Linked DNA regions of Anser cygnoides: region 2 is linked to region 1. Evidence: chromatin contacts called from public Hi-C data. All regions are on one chromosome and are shown on one strand. Each heading gives the region's core, a stretch centred on a gene start, on an enhancer-like site or on the middle of the called end of the contact. The rest is flanking DNA. Distances are from core to core; before and after follow the strand shown.

What was found. Hi-C and Micro-C count contacts between places; a contact is called where the count stands out from the background.
Region 2: a contact with region 1 is called in a Hi-C map of liver, with 2.2 times the contacts expected there. The contact joins two enhancer-like sites. A contact is called at or near these places in 2 of 7 Hi-C or Micro-C datasets (both in liver).

The regions. Positions count from the first base shown.
Region 1 is chr5:38,174,827-38,177,444 of Taihu_goose_T2T_genome, reverse strand. CD81 (CD81 molecule) reads left to right here. Exons shown (of 8, transcript XM_048066636.2): 3 at 1,814-1,911. Among named protein-coding and RNA genes, the nearest start is that of TSSC4, 17 kb to the right of the region's middle. Within about 2 kb of position 1,329, at least 1 of the 3 cell types and tissues checked has open chromatin away from gene starts, as enhancers often do. A contact at or near this core is called in liver, where this site is marked.
Region 2 is chr5:38,420,578-38,423,195 of Taihu_goose_T2T_genome, reverse strand. No RefSeq gene overlaps it. Among named protein-coding and RNA genes, the nearest start is that of IGF2, 88 kb to the right of the region's middle. Within about 2 kb of position 1,290, at least 1 of the 3 cell types and tissues checked has open chromatin away from gene starts, as enhancers often do. A contact at or near this core is called in liver, where this site is marked.

The DNA of each region.
Region 1 (2,618 bases), core at 80-2,579:
AGTGCCGGGCGGGTGAGAAGCGCTGTCCCCTCGCCTGGGGACAGGAGGGTCCCAGCAGTCAAGCTGTGCTAGTGGCGTTTCCCTTGCCAAGTGGGGTGGCTTTTGTTTTAAAAAGGGAAGGCTCGGGAGACGAAGTTGACCCTTCCTGAGCTTGCAATATCCGTTAAGGGGGGGTTAAATATGCTGGGGTTATTATCGTGTATCGGGTTTTTAGAGGAAGGTTTATCTTGGCTTAGCTCTGCTCTCACAGAACTCGGTTGTGTCATGCATGCCCGTTAGACTTTACACATAAATTATCAGATGATTGCTTAAAAGCTACAAAGATAAGAAAAACCTTGGGCACGATGGGCACATAAAAAGCAGTTTTGATCTTGTTTGTACTTTAGTTCTGATCCTAAGGGCTGACCGACTGATTAATAACTATAAACATGTTTAGACTCCTAGCAAAATAAAACACTTCGTTGAAGGGATGTCTCTCCCAAGCACTGGGAAGATTTGCTGTATTGCTGTTAGCTTTGAGATGCTTATATATTTATAAGCATAAATATAAAATATCTTCTTATTCAGATTTTGATTTTTTTCTCACTTTGGGTTAAAAATGACTGCGATCTTGCCTGATGTTGAATTATTTCTTTGATTATTTTTTGCACACATCAAGTTGCTTTGGAACAGAAAGTGGAATTCGCTTACAAAATAGTAGACCCACAATACTTGAGAATGTTAGTTAACTAAAAATACACTAAACATACAAGATACATGAGGAGAAAGCTGTGTTTTTTGGAAAAGGAGACAGTGTAACCGAACTGGTAGCATTGCATGGCTTGGGAGGGAAAGCGTTGTGGCTGTGTACCTGGGCTAAGCGCTTGGTTCCTGAGTGAAAATGGACTTTCGTTCCTCCGTTTTCTGAGCTCTCCCTGCCTGGTTTCCAAACCTTGAGTTAGTCGGGGAGCAAGCTGACGGTGCAAATTTAATAAGTTGAAATAAAAAAAATCTCTGTGGAAGAACCTTTGACAAACAAAGTCTAGATTATATTAACTGGGATGCTTAAGCAGCGCTTTTCCCTTGGTTTTGTGGCTTGTCCGTCTCTGAAAAGTTAGCAGGATAAATATTTGTCTGATGTTTAATCTAAACAAGCCATATGCCTTATTGTTTGTTTAAAAAGATACGTTAACTAATCATTTTTTATCTCCTCTGCTTAAATATTTAAAATAGGATGCCATGGGAACTCCAATAATGCAGCTTTCAGGACACTGTAAAGCCTTTGTCTTCCTTGCTACACCCTCTTCCTATCATTGATCGAGCTCTGTGTGTTTCCTGTGATTTTGGGGGTGGCTGCTTTTTCAAGTTTCAGTATTGCTACCTTCAAGTGCTTTGAGGTTTGACTGGTGTAAGTTGTGTGATTTGCGTTGGCGCCCAGACCAGCCATGAGGTCTTGGCTAGTGCAGAGGGAACACCTGTGGGCAAATTCACCCCAAATGAGCTTACTGATGGTGATAATGTTTATTTTAATGGGAGGAACAATAACAGTGGCCTGAAATAGGGTCTGAACTCAGGTAGTTGTGGACCACTTCCACCAGCCCATCTTGGTTCACACCTGGGGACACCAGCGTCAGCAGAAGAGTAGCAGAGCAGAAAGCAGGGTGAGACGCGGTGGCCTTTTCTGCTGCTGCCACATCCGCAGCTACCTCTGCTACTCTCAGGACTTAATTATGCATACCTGTAATTAGCTATGGAGCCAGCATGCCTGGCCCAGTGATGGGGTGCTTCTTTAGGAGGCTCTGCAGTAACGTCTGCCTCTTGTTCTCCCTTGCAGGAATCTACATACTGATTGCGGTTGGTGCTGTCATGATGTTCGTGGGCTTCCTGGGATGCTACGGCGCTATCCAGGAGTCTCAGTGCCTTCTGGGAACGGTAAGGGGCTTAGCACTGTGAGGGCACATGGCCACTGAACCACCTTTTTCTTACCCAACATCCCCTACAGCTTCCCATTTTGGTCTTGGTTTCAAGGCAGTCCGTGGGGAGTTCAACACTTGTATGGAGTCATCTAATATTTTTACCTGTTAGGGCTAGGAAACAGCAGAGATTTTCCACAATATCTTAGTGAGGGTGTTGAGGTAAATCTTGGGAAAACCATTACTGAAGCGCTACAGGCATCCTTGATGGCAGGCAGCAGCTTGGGATTCCTGGCACAGGATGAGCTTAATTGCACAAGCTGCAGCTACACCAAAAGCCTTGGCCTTGGGGGTGAGGGAGACCCAGTTATTTTTAGTAAGTTCTCGCACGTGGTTCGGGTTTAAACCAGATGCCAGGCTCCGTCACCATCACCAGGCTCTGCCAGCCTCAGGGAGAAGCTGGCTGGAAGTGGCCACATTCACGAGCCACCACGTGGGTATCCCCATTCTGCAGGCCCTGGGACAACCCTGTTTTAGGGCTTTCAGTGATTTATTTATTTTTTTAAATTTATTTTGATTTTTTCCTCTCCTCCTCCCGTAGCAGAGTTATATGCAGAAGAGGAGAGTGCTGGCACGTACATATCTGCTCTTGGACTGTTATTGAGGCATGTCAGAGTTTTTGGCACGTTGTGCTTGAGAAGGCAAGAAATAGCACCAAAAAATAAA
Region 2 (2,618 bases), core at 41-2,540, 250 kb before region 1:
AACATTAGCTTCCTTCTGCACCACAGGCCAGGATTTTGTGAATTATCCCCAGATTTCAGTACCTCCCTTACGGCTTCTGTTCTGTCTCTTACAATAAAGATTTGCTTGCCAACTTCTTTGAGCAGGGGAAGGAAGCCAAGCCAGTCCTGGAAGGGGCTGAGCTGTGTTTGTTGTGCTATGTTTTGGGAAGCCCTCTTCTGATATGTGTCGATGTACTTTGCCCCCTTCAGTCTCTTTATCCTTGTGGGGGGTCTCTGCTTGCCCTTTAGTTGATTCTTTGAGGAACCCTCCCAGAAAATCTAGGGCAGTCGAGGGTGGAAGTGGGAGAATGCTTTAGCAGCTCCTCATCTATTCAGAGCAGGGACTGTGTCTAAAACTGAAGTGTCCTGTTGCCATTATAAAGTTGTGTTGTCTTCTGAAGCACCAGGTATTGGTCGTGGCTGGAAAGAGGAGAGCAGATTAGATGGATCCAATGGACTGATCTGGCATGGTAGGCTTTAAGCTCTTTGAAGCCTATGAGGGCATTTCCATTTCCAAACCACAAATTATTTCCAGAAACTGGGAAACAAGAGGAGGGAAACAAGAGGAAGGAAAGCTTGCACATGGCAAGCTCAACAGAGACAGAAAAAAAACCCTTTGCAATGAAGTCATTGGACAGAAAGTAAACTGCCCACAAGCCCTTTTACCAGAAGAGTTTGGATCGAGAGTCCAGTGAATAGGAGAATTATATGTAACACGTACTATATGAACTGTCAGGGCAATAAAGAGGTATTGTCCATGGGTTGGTCTCAGAACTTCCACTGAACCCTCTAGTGCATGAGTCAGTAACAGAGAAGATTGGCATATGTGGTCCGTGGTCCAGAGCCAGGTTAAAGGAAAGGTGGAACTTTTCACAGAAAATAGTTAAAGCTTTGCTTTATCAGGCTTGCTGTTCACTAAACTTTGCTTAACTTGTGCAATGGTTCCTGGCTCCTCCATATGGCCTTCACCTTTGAATACTATTGATTAACTAGTACCTAGCTTGCAATATGATCTGAGTTCCTCCTACAGCTTTCTCTTCTTTATCTAACGGACTTGGCTATTTTAACCCTTTGACTGGGAACTTGGTCACTTACTTGGTGACCAGTGCCTCTTCTGTACAGCTTTATGTCGAGGAAGCAAGCGAGAGGGACTGAAGATCCTGGGAGAGAAAGCCAAACTGCTGAGGCTCTGAATTCTTTGTGTTGCAGTAGCATCCAGTAGGCGCGCTCTAGCTAGGAAGGGGGCCTGCTGTGCGAGGCACAGGACCAGAACGTAATGAGAGGGCTGCTCCTGCCCTGAAGAACTTGCAGCCTGAATAGAAAACACAAAGAATGGGAGCAAAACTAGAGGCAGAAAGAAAAGAGATGACTTGGCCAAGATGACTGAGCAGTAAATCAGTGGCAGAACTTCGAAGAGTTCCCTTGAGTCCTAATCTGGTGACCTTTCTAGTGGGGCAGGCTGCCTCTGGCTTTTCACTGAAGTGTGCAAAGCATTGGCTTTTGATTTGCAAATAGATTAGAGCATACAGCATTGTATGCCAAAACCTTCAGCACGAAGTTAATGTTGCCTAATGGTGTCTCGTATTGTTCCAGAATGCATAAAGGATTTATCCCGAGCAGGAAATGAGAAATTAATGCAAATTTAAACTTCTGAAAAGTGGGAAGTGTAGAGGTTCATGCTACACTCTGAAAATAACCTTAACTCTGCTCTCTTCCAGCATTGTCACTATATATGTTCAGACACACAGAACCTCATGGAAAAATCAAGAAAAGAGGCACGTGAAAACAAGAAGTAAAGACTAATATTTTTTCTGTCTGAGCATATCCTATCAAGAGCAAGGGAACAGACAGCAGTATGTTCTCTTCAGTTTCTTCATACCCACTTCATATAATTTCATACTTTTTAAAACCAGAAGACCTCACTAGACAGCCTGACCTCTTCTATGCCAACCTGCAAACTTCTGATGCAGCTCTAGTGAGCCAAATGCAGTGAGATTGTCCACAGCATCTTCCACAGAGGCTGAAGTTCAAATCTTGAGTGCAGTAATTTCAGACAGTGAAGCTATTGTCTGGTTGTTTTCAGGGGGTCTTGGCTCCACTCCTCCCCTGCGCAGCCACTACAAAGTTGGCTTGCTAACCTTGGCATGCCTGGGAGAGAGGATGCATTTTGGGATGCTGAGGCATGCTGGTTTAGGAGCGCTTAGAATAGTCCACCTATAAACAGAAAGCGATGTTTGGTTTTATCTATAGCAGGACTGAGATTCCTCTGATACCTGGACAAATTTAATCTAGAGCCTCTTTTACTTTAGGGAAAAGGGGTCTAGCAGTGACGCTCAAAGCACTGAACCCCTGGGTGCACCTCAGCTCCTCTCTCGAAAACACTGCTCCCTTGTCCTCTTACTTATTCAGCGTGTAATCAATTTGGGCAAGGGCTGGTTCTCACTCCTTGCGTGTTACACTTCTGTGTAACATGCTTGAGAGCAATAAGGTAGACTAAGAAAAGCCCTATTCCCTGGTCTTAGTGAGCCTGGGCTGGGAAGGTGAAAAATCCACTTTTCCCATCTGCAGCACACCTAACTCGTTACCCGACGAACAAGG